2 separate regions of the Anser cygnoides genome follow, and region 2 is linked to region 1. The links are chromatin contacts, called in public Hi-C maps. All regions are on one chromosome and are shown on one strand. The core of a region is the stretch at or near the end of the contact, and the rest is flanking DNA. Distances in the headings are between cores, read along the strand shown.

The links. Hi-C and Micro-C count contacts between places; a contact is called where the count stands out from the background.
Region 2: a Hi-C map of liver shows a contact between it and region 1, with 2.3 times the contacts expected there. The contact joins two enhancer-like sites. A contact is called at or near these places in 4 of 7 Hi-C or Micro-C datasets (granulosa cells and liver).

What each region holds. Positions count from the first base shown.
Region 1 is chr9:26,150,003-26,154,731 of Taihu_goose_T2T_genome, reverse strand. LOC106043562 (a long non-coding RNA gene) reads left to right here. Exons shown (of 8, transcript XR_010833684.1): 5 at 1,582-1,681; 6 at 2,555-2,789. Among named protein-coding and RNA genes, the nearest start is that of ARHGEF26, 23 kb to the right of the region's middle. Within about 2 kb of position 3,306, at least 2 of the 3 cell types and tissues checked have open chromatin away from gene starts, as enhancers often do. A contact at or near this core is called in liver, where this site is marked.
Region 2 is chr9:26,291,452-26,296,517 of Taihu_goose_T2T_genome, reverse strand. No RefSeq gene overlaps it. Among named protein-coding and RNA genes, the nearest start is that of P2RY1, 25 kb to the left of the region's middle. Within about 2 kb of position 2,582, at least 1 of the 3 cell types and tissues checked has open chromatin away from gene starts, as enhancers often do. A contact at or near this core is called in liver, where this site is marked.

The DNA of each region.
Region 1 (4,729 bases), core at 2,057-4,556:
AGTTCAGTCAAAACACCTGGAAGGGTGTCACTGATTACCTCTGTGAGTGTTTTCAGGTGAGTGGAGGACAATTTCGGGGAGGGGCTGTACTCTCGGGGTGGCTGAGCTGTGAGCTGAGGTGCAGGGCTATTGCTAGGGAAGCTGTGAGCACCTCACAGCAGATCAAACCTCCTAATAAAAATCACTGTTATATACTTCATGAAAGTCTAAAGCTTAGCCGACACAACTGTTAAATTGCGATCCTCTCGGTTAATCTGGATTGACTTTATTCCACGCTTATTAGCCACTTACCAAATGCCCAGATACTTTTTTTTCTTTATTCCTTTCTCATGGCATTATTCTGCCTTCAGTGGTTTGTTTCGAATTCAAGTGAAATCTGCCTTTCAGTGTAGATACCATGTGGGTGGTTCTTTATTACATTCTCTTCTTCCAAAAGCATTCAAATGTTGTTTTGGGTAGATTCAAGATGTCAGTAAGAAACGTTCAGCACATCGCCCTGTTTGCATGCTTATCTATTGTGAGAAAACTAGGTCTTTTCTGAGCCTTTTTATCCTCTCTCCTGCTAAATGACAGATGACAGGAAGTCAACAGGTAGATACTTTGCAGCGTGATTGCCAAAGAGAAGTGGCCTAAATCAAGTCTTGATTGCTGGTAAATCTGGAACAAAGTGCCCAGGATTAATTGTCGAAGGACAACAACTCCCAGCCATAACTGTTGAGGCTGTTCAAAGTGAGCTTTGCATTTTATTGCTTGCCAGAGGCTATGGAAAAATCTAGAGAGATTGCTTCCCCATAGTGGTCTTTTAGGCGTATCAAATATTGGTCTGGTCTCGATGACTGCAATATCCAGTCATCAGCTTGGTGTCCTGGCAGGTGGGCAGGCACAAAAATGCCTGGGAGGAGCAAAGAATGCAGAGAGAATGGCATGCACCAGCAGGAGGCTGTTAGCTGGATGCAGCTGTGACTGAATTTTGTGGTGTCACAATTAGTGTTTTACCTTTAAAAATACAAGGATTACCCAGCTGTTATATGGTGCAGGAGTGACTGGCTGGATCTTGGTCTTATAATTAAGCAGAAAGAAGAGCACAGAATGTGAGGAGAGCCCACACTTGTACCCCACACAGAAGTGTGCTCGGTCCTTAACTCTGGCAAACACGTAAAGAACTGAAAAATTCCCTGTCTTCGGGTATTTCTGAATCCTGTATCCCAAGGGTCATTTGTGCAATTAATTGTTCCAGACAGACATCAATAGGAGATTTAGTTTTTTGTTTACCGGTGTTCTGTGCTACATAATACCCTAAGCAAACCCTGATCCGGTATGAATTGCAGAGTTTCACTGAAGACAATGGTACAATAGGTATTTATATTACAAGTGAGATTTTGTTGCTATGATTGCCACTTCTTCAAATACCCATATAATCTTAGTGCAAAAAAAAAAAACCCACAGCCCAATAGAATGTAAATGTGTAATTTTGTAAGACAGATTGTACTCAGATGTCACCACAGTACTTAGAATTAAGAGTTATGTATTTTTAATTGTTTCATTTTGCTGGTGATTTAATCTCCTCCTGTGCTTTTACAGTGCACCCTTGTAACTGAAAGCCAGGGATAGGAAGCTTGTGTTCTCACAGAAGTCCCACGGCAGAACGGTGTTTCAGGACACCAAGATCTGGGCATATAAGGTAAGAGTAAATGCCTGACACCATTCCATGTAGCTGTCTCAGAGGAGAACGAGCTAGAATAAAGTGAAACATTTCTTTCCTAGATAGAATACAAGGGAATGTTAGTTTATATCCTGTGCTTTGATCAGATTTTGAAAAACACATCAGGAGCTTAATTCCAAATAAAGAATGAGAGATGTTCCAAAGTTAATTCTTACTTCTGAGTTATTGTTTTAAGTGATGATAATAAACAACCTTCTGTTTTGACATTCTTTTGGCAAAGTCACAGAGTCAGAATATCTCTAATCTGCATTTTTGTGAAGTTTAGGAACATCTGATACCTTGGGTATATATGGAGTAAATCAACTCATTGCACTCATGTTTCAAGATCTAACTTTCATTCCAAGTTCATATTTCTATGTATATGTTTCAAAAGATTATATTTGAAAATGGCTTTGGCACTGGGATTAGCAGGTTTTACATTTGTTTGCACAAGTCTCCATAAAAATGTGTCAGCAGGAATAAAAACTCAGGATGGAATGCAAAATGAATGGAAGCAACCCCTTGGACAGGATGAGGCTGAACTCCAGCCTGCTCTCCCCCTCACCGATACATTCCCATCCCCACAAGATCAGAGTTCTTCACGGTCGGTAGGGTATTCATCTGCACAGGCAGCTGAGATATTCAGAGTTACTAATTTACAGAATTGAAGTCCAGGGGCAGGCAGGAAACAGAACTGAGCAGAGGCCTGAGGTTCTGTATGGACAAGTGGCAAGTTCCAGAGTTAAACTGCAGGAAGCCCAATAATTCATGGGCATGCCCCATGCTCCTGTATTTAGCTATGTTGTCAATTTTGCCTTCTGGTCCGTCCTCCTGTCTGTATCTTTCTTGCAGTGTTTCTCTTACACACCTGCAGAAGCATATTTCTGCATTACACATCTGCCAGAGCTGACCGGTCCTTTGCCAGTGTCCAAAGGTCATCGGTGAAGCTGACAAAAGGATCATCACTTCCTTGTTTGTGCTCAGCAGCTGGATACGAGCATTCAGCTTACAGATGGCCATGAACCCTCCTTGCTGTCAGCTAAAAATTCTGCAAGAGTTGAGGAGTGACCCACAAGCCAGGTAACAGGTGCAGGAAATGCCACTGAGCTCAGAAGCTTTACAGAAATGATTAGTGCTGGGAATAGCAGATAATGAATTAGCCTCAGTTTATGTGCTGATGGCTGGGCTGGGCCTGCGCACTTTGCCCGGGGCAGAAGGTGCAGTTTGGCTCTTCTGTCCCGAGTGGGAGTGGGCAGGATTCTGGCACCTGGCTGCTGCCCGCTGCCCCGCTCCTCCTGCTCCCGGGGGCCTGCGAGCGTGGGACTGGCACGGCTCGGCCTCGGGCCTCAGGTGTGCCTCTGGGGCCACAGGGCAGTGCCAAACCTGGTGTACGTGGCACCTCCTTCGTGCAGGGTGGGCGAGGAGCCCTGAGGCAGGCTGGTAGCTTGGCACCGCCATGCTTCCAGCAAGGGGTGTGTGTACACTGGGTGCTGCTGGAGCTCGGCCACCCGGGCCTGCTCCCACACGGCGGGGCTGGCTGTTTGCACTGCCGGCCTAGGGTCACGCATGTGGAAGTGAGATGCAGCTGAGCGAGGGAGGAGAAAGAGCCAAAGGCTCTTTGGGTGTGTTCTGAAGCAACAAATGCATTACCTGCGGTGCAGCATGTAGGCACTCTAAGTCCTGTTGTAGCCTTCACAGGACCTTAGAGAGAGTCCCTGGCCTAGCAGCCGGTGTCTGCCCAAACACTTACTGTGCCTGACACTAAAATGGAACCGTATAACCTGTGTCCCATACCAGCAGGGAAGTGAATTAAAACTTTGGATAACACTTAGACCAACCTCTCTTATTCTCTACATGGACCCTACAAGAGCGCTGGCTGTGGCTCACAGCTGTTTGAGCTGCAATCACAATGTGAAATCAGTGCTGTAGCTACAGCTGCAGAAATTCCAGAAGTTCCTGCTCTGGGTTGCCTGCAATGTAAATCAGGGCGTGAGCCCTCGGAAAATGCTGGTCTCTGTCTGCTTCATCTCAAAATGAGTGCTTGCTTCTATTTAAAGACAATGTGTTTTACCCTGAGTTTATCACAAAAGGCTGGATAATTGGATGATACAAACTGGCATAGCTCCACGGATGCCAACTGGCATTTAACCCCATTTCTGCATTACTTGATGGCTGGAACCGCTGCTTTGGATGGGCATCAGAGCAAAGGGATACCAAGGCACATGCAATGAGACATGTCATTACCTAGTGGTCAAACCACAGTACAATATTTTAAGAAGTTTGCATTGTCCTAACCCCTGAGTCCGGTGTGCTGGCACTCACGTGGCGACTTCCTGACCGTGTGTCACCTACCTGGAACTGAAACCTTTCTATTTCCCAGAGGTACAGTTGGTGGCACCTTTCCAAAATTCTCCTGGCAAAACGTGTTTGTAAGTAAGCTGCACAATCAGTGCCTTGTCACAGTGTGCGTAGATCTCCAGATGTTTTGCTTATTTTCACATCCCACAGACACACACTGTAGTTTAACGGAGGAAGAACTGGATTTTTTTTTCATCTGTCATCTCTTTATCACTAGCTCTTGGTGATTGACTAGAGAATTTATGCGTTGCAGATGCAGCCCCTCGGCTCCAGCGAGGAGCTTATAAATAGCGTAATGCAAAAACTGCAGCCTGGCGCCAGTGCTGCGAGCTGCAGAGCCATGTGCCCTTTTCGTGGAGGAGTCTGTAGCACAAACTCCTCTTGGCCTTCTAGCACATCACTGGGCTCATAAATTTTTCTGAGGTTAAAAATAAGATAAACAGCCCTGTCTAGTGGCAATTTCAATAACTACATCAGAAGGACATTACTTCTAAAAGAATTCAGCCCCATATGTGTTGAATCAAGTGCGTTTAAAAATAGATGGTTGGCTTGCCTTTCTACATGGCAAATGCTCCAAGTACTTCTCCAGAGACCCTGGATAAACATGTGAGGCCGTACTCTGCCGTTAGCTTTCTCCTAAGAGATTAGCTGCCTTTATTTAATTTTCAC
Region 2 (5,066 bases), core at 1,333-3,832, 140 kb before region 1:
GTCTGAGCGACGGAGGGGAGCACAAAATGGCAAGCGCTTCTGTGCTCCTCGCACAGCGAGACCACAACCCTGCCATCACGGAGACGCGCTGAACAGAGCAACTCGGCACTGGAGCAAAACAAGGTGGGTGTGAAGAGGCTAGGAAAGGAGTCGTGATGTTTTGGTAAAATGTAAATTAGCGTTCAGCAGCGTGCTCGGCGAACAGTGATCCAGATATGAAAGTAAGTATGTTATGATGGAAACAAGGTAAATGAAGTCTAATAACCCCAGCAGTTTAGAGGAGGAGTGCTCCAGCATTACGATTGGTTCAGATGTGTCAGTAACAAGAAGATGCATTAAAATCATGAAGTGTTTTATTTTTGGAAAGATGATGTATTTCTCTTGAGCTTAATAGTGTCCTAATCCCACTAAAAGAAAGACTAAGTTATAATGTGAGCTCCTAAATAATGTATCACAGGTCAATTTTGAAACACACCAGAAAGCATCATTTAGCACTGAAGGTTTTTTATTCCCTTTAGGTATGGTAATGCATTAGTTGGATCCCAACTTCTTCGGCACTGCAAGCGTCTCGGTGGCTCTTCCCATCACACACACGCACTATTTGGCAGGAATTGGCTTTGCAGCTTTATAATGGGCCTCCTGTCTTGCAAAGCTTTGGGATCGCTCCTTTTAATGTGGGTTTATGGCCACTTGTACTCTCGCTCTTCACAAAAACATCAGGAATAGGTTAGGTAAAATGTTGGGCAGCTTAAATAAGCATCAACCCTTGCTGCGCCAAGGGATTGACGGGAGACCAGCAGTGGCAGTGCTGGAGCCAGCTCTGGACTCGCAGCTCCCAGCTGCTGGCCAGCCTTAGCACAGGGACCAACCCCGTCCTCCAGCGCTGTACGGAGCTGCTCTCGTACTGACACAGATTTTAGCTCTGCGGTACATAGGCAAAACATATACGTGTTTATTCTGGAAGGAGAACAACTTATTCTGTAAACTGTAGTCAGCCATTACATGTTTAGATATCAGGGTACTGGATAGCTGGGTACCATCCCCGAGAAAGGCTGCCCTATTAAAGAGCCTTCGGATGGAGGCAGTGCAGGCAGGGATGCTAAAAGCCTGTAATAAAACTCTTCCCCAGGCTGACAGAGGTAATTGCTGTGAAACCCATTTCCATACATGCTCCCCATCACGAAGCCAAAGCACGTGCCGTGAGCACGGCCTGGCTCCTTCTCCTCCCGAGGTGCCTCCAGGCCGCTGCCGGCCCAGCACCAGCACCGACCTGCCCGTGCATGAAAAACAAGAAGGGGATGGTGGAAAATGCTAATTTCCTTTTCTGAAGAACAGCCTTTCTCTTCCTCTGCAAACCCACTGCGCAAGGACCCGCAGCCGCAGGCATCGCCATGGTTACTGCTCGGCGCACGCGCGCTGCCCGCTCCGGCGGCACCAGCGCTCGGCCGGGCCGCGGGAGCAAGGCAGGAGCCGGAGGAGGACGCAGAGGGACACGATCGCACTTGGCGACACGCAGCCACGAGGCTGGGCCCTTCGGGTCGGCCCTGGGCAGAGATCTGCTCGTGGCGCCCATGAAGGCTCGGTGGAAGCCGGGCTGTGTGAGTGCAGGCACTGCTCTGGTCGTGGGGACAGGTCGCGCACCCAACGTCGCCCTGCCCCACGGCCATGCCCCCGTGGTACCCCGGTGCTGTTGGCTATAGCTGCGGTTCGGTTACGTCTGTTTTCATTTGGTGGAATTGTCTCTGCACTGGCTAAACACCTGTCTCATAGCACGTGCTGAGTAACATTTGGCAAAGAGCCGCAGCAAAGCAGCGTGTGGCTGCGCCTCGAGAAGGCCGCCGACATGGTGCACTAGGGTGGAAGAAGGTGAGATGAAAAGCACTGAGCATCACGGGGTTGCTGGTCACACCCTGGCAAGAAATGGGACAGCGCTCACGGGCGAGCCTAACAGAAAGGTGGAAAGGAGGAAACACTGCGGTGGTGCTCCTTGCCTCCGCCAGAAGTTTGAAGAGCAACACATTAGAATTGCACCTCATGAGCGCACATGGATGCATCAGCTGCATGCAAGATTATTTAAGAAGCCTTAAAAACCACATTTTTGAAAGCATTTAGGAAATAGGTGAAGGCTGAGCTAAAGTCCCACTTGAAAACACGCGAGCAGAAATGGGCTGAGGTTACACCACTGCAGTTCACTAGAAATCACGCTGGAAGTGCCAGGGTTGTGCTTGTTTGTTCGTTCTCCTTTTACATCAAAGCCATTTTATTTCCGGAGCCTTCAACCTGAGCTCCCCCTGGGCGACAGCTGGCTAACAACGCTGCGGGCAGGGGCTGGGCTGTGACCTGGTCCCTGCGCCAGTCCCGAGGCCACCTCTGTCCCGGGCAGTGGGCGTCCCCAGGGGACCGAGGCCCGCTGGCCGTGCCCCGGCAGGGCACACGGCGCCCGCAGGCCCAGCCTCTGCGGGCACGGCGCTCTGTGCCCAGGCCTCCAGGCTGCGGCCAGCGAGGAACGGGCCCAAGGGGCGACGTGGGGCCCTGGTGGCAGCTGCAGCACCGGGCCAGGAGCGGAGGGACAGCAGGGCTGGTGTCCTGCTGGGAGGAGGCGGCCGCTCGTCCTGCCGTCGGCAGGGGCAGGCCGGGGGGCACAGCTCGGGGCTGGACGTGGGGCAGGACGGGGGGCACAGCTCGGGGCAGGCCGGGGGCAGGACGGGGGGCACAGCCTGGGGCAGGACGCGGGGCACAGCTCGGGGCAGGCCGGGGGCAGGCCGGGGGGCACAGCTCGGGGCTGGACGTGGGGCAGGACGGGGGGCACAGGTCGGGGCAGGCCGGGGGCAGGACGGGGGGCACAGCTCGGGGCTGGACGTGGGGCAGGACGGGGGGCACAGCTCGGGGCAGGCCGGGGGCAGGACGGGGGGCACAGCTCGGGGCTGGACGTGGGGCAGGACGGGGGGCACAGCTCGGGGCTGGACGTGGGGCAGGACGGGGGGCACAGCTCGGGGCAGGCCGGGGGCAGGACGGGGGGCACAGCTCGGGGCTGGACGTGGGGCAGGCCGGGGGGCACAGCTCGGGGCAGGCCGGGGGCAGGACGGGGGGCACAGCTCGGGGCAGGCCGGCGGCAGGAGGCCCCCCCGCAGGCTCCGCTCGGCCCCGAGGGGCGGCCTCGTGCTCCCGGTGCCCGCGGGGGGGCGGCCCCGGGCTCCCGGTGCCCGCTGCGAGCGGCGGCACCAGGGGGCGCCCGCGGCGGCCGCAGCACGGCCCGGCCCGGCCCGGATCCGCGGGGAGGGGAGCGGGGGCGAGGTACGGAAAGAGGAGAAAGGGAAAGGGAAAGAAAGAGAAGGAAAAAGGGAGAAGAAAGAGGAGAAGCAAATAAAGAGAAGAAAAAGAGAGGAGAGGAGAAAGAAGAGAGAAAAGCAGAGTAGAGAGAGAAGAGAGGAGAGAAGAGAGGAGAGAAGAGAAGAAGAAGGGAAGGGAAGGGAAGGGAAGGGAAGGGAAGGGAAGGGAAGGGAAGGGAAGGGAAGGGAAGGGAAGGGAAGGGAAGGGAAGGGAAGGGAAGGGAAGGGAAGGGAAGGGAAGGGAAGGGAAGGGAAGGGAAGGGAAGGGAAGGGAAGGGAAGGGAAGGGAAGGGAAGGGAAGGGAAAAGGGAAAAGAAAAGAAAAGAAAAGAAAAGAAAAGAAAAGAAAAGAAAAGAAAAGAAAAGAAAAGAAAAGAAAAGAAAAGAAAAGAAAAGAAAAGAAAAGAAAAGAAAAGAAAAGAAAAGAAAAGAAAAGAAAAGAAAAGAGAAAAGAAAAGAGAGAAAAGAGAAAAGAAAAGAAAAGAAAAGAAAAGAAAAGAAAAGAAAAGAAAAGAAAAGAAAAGAAAAGAAAAGAAAAGAAAAGAAAAGAAAAGAAAAGAAAAGAAAAGAAAAGAAAAGAAAAGAAAAGAAAAGAAAAGAGAAAGAAAAGAAAAGAAAAGAAAAGAAAAGAAAAGAAAAGAAAAGAAAAGAAAAGAAAAGAAAAGAAAAGAAAAGAAAAGAAAAGAAAAGAAAAGAAAAGAAAAGAAAAGAAAAGAAAAGAAAAGAAAAGAAAAGAAAAGAAAAGAAAAGAAAAGAAAAGAAAAGAAAAGAAAAGAAAAGAAAAGAAAAGAAAAGAAAAGAAAAGAAAAGAAAAGAAAAGAAAAGAAAAGAAAAGAAAAGAAAAGAAAAGAAAAGAAAAGAAAAGAAAAGAAAAGAAAAGAAAAGAAGCCGGTTCCAGTGTTTGTCCACCCCTAAAGCAAACGACTTTTTCCCAGTGTCCAGTCCGATCCTCTCCTGAAAGTGTCTCCCTTTGCCTTGCCCCCAGCACGCGGTGCCCAGCCCTCCCCAGTTGCTGTGTGCTGCGCTGGGAGCCTTGCCTCCCCCAGCTGTGTGACAGGAGCGGGCAGGACCGGGATCCCTCGCAGGGTGCCTTGTGGCCCAGCTACAGCTGCTCGCGCCCAGAGCCTGCCAAGGCTCGCCCCGTGCCCGGGGCAGTGGTGCAGGAGATGTGGGATTCGGCCGCCAGCAGCGGGAGCTGCGGGAGGGCTGCTGCAGCGTCGCCGTGCCTGCTGCCCTGGTGCGTGGCTGTGCGGCCCTCCTGCCTCCTGCCCCGGGTTGGGAACCGTCCTGCTCGTGCGCTCCGTGCCGTGGGGATTCGCTGCCTCTCACGCGTGCACATTCTCTGCGGTGAGGGTGAAACCCTTCCCGTTCAAGAACGTGATTTATCGCATCCTTGACAAAACGGAGCAGTGTTGATCTGAGCCACCTGCCGTCATGCAGGATGTGAGGTGTTGAAGGCTTCGTCTCCACAATAGCAACCCACACTGTGCTCTGTAATTCTCAATAATTACCTCGTTTACTTTCCCTATGATATCTCAGGTATTCTGTTCTGTATTTCACCGGCTCAGCTTGCCGTAGATTTGCAGTCTGCATTCGAAGACTGCAAAGCCAGAAGAGATCGCTGTGATTTTCCAGTATGACCTCCTTCATAATACAAACTGCAGCACTCCCCCAGCCACATTCCTGCCTGGCTGCAGCATCTTGCGTAGGAAAAAATTATCTCGTCTTAAAAAAGCCG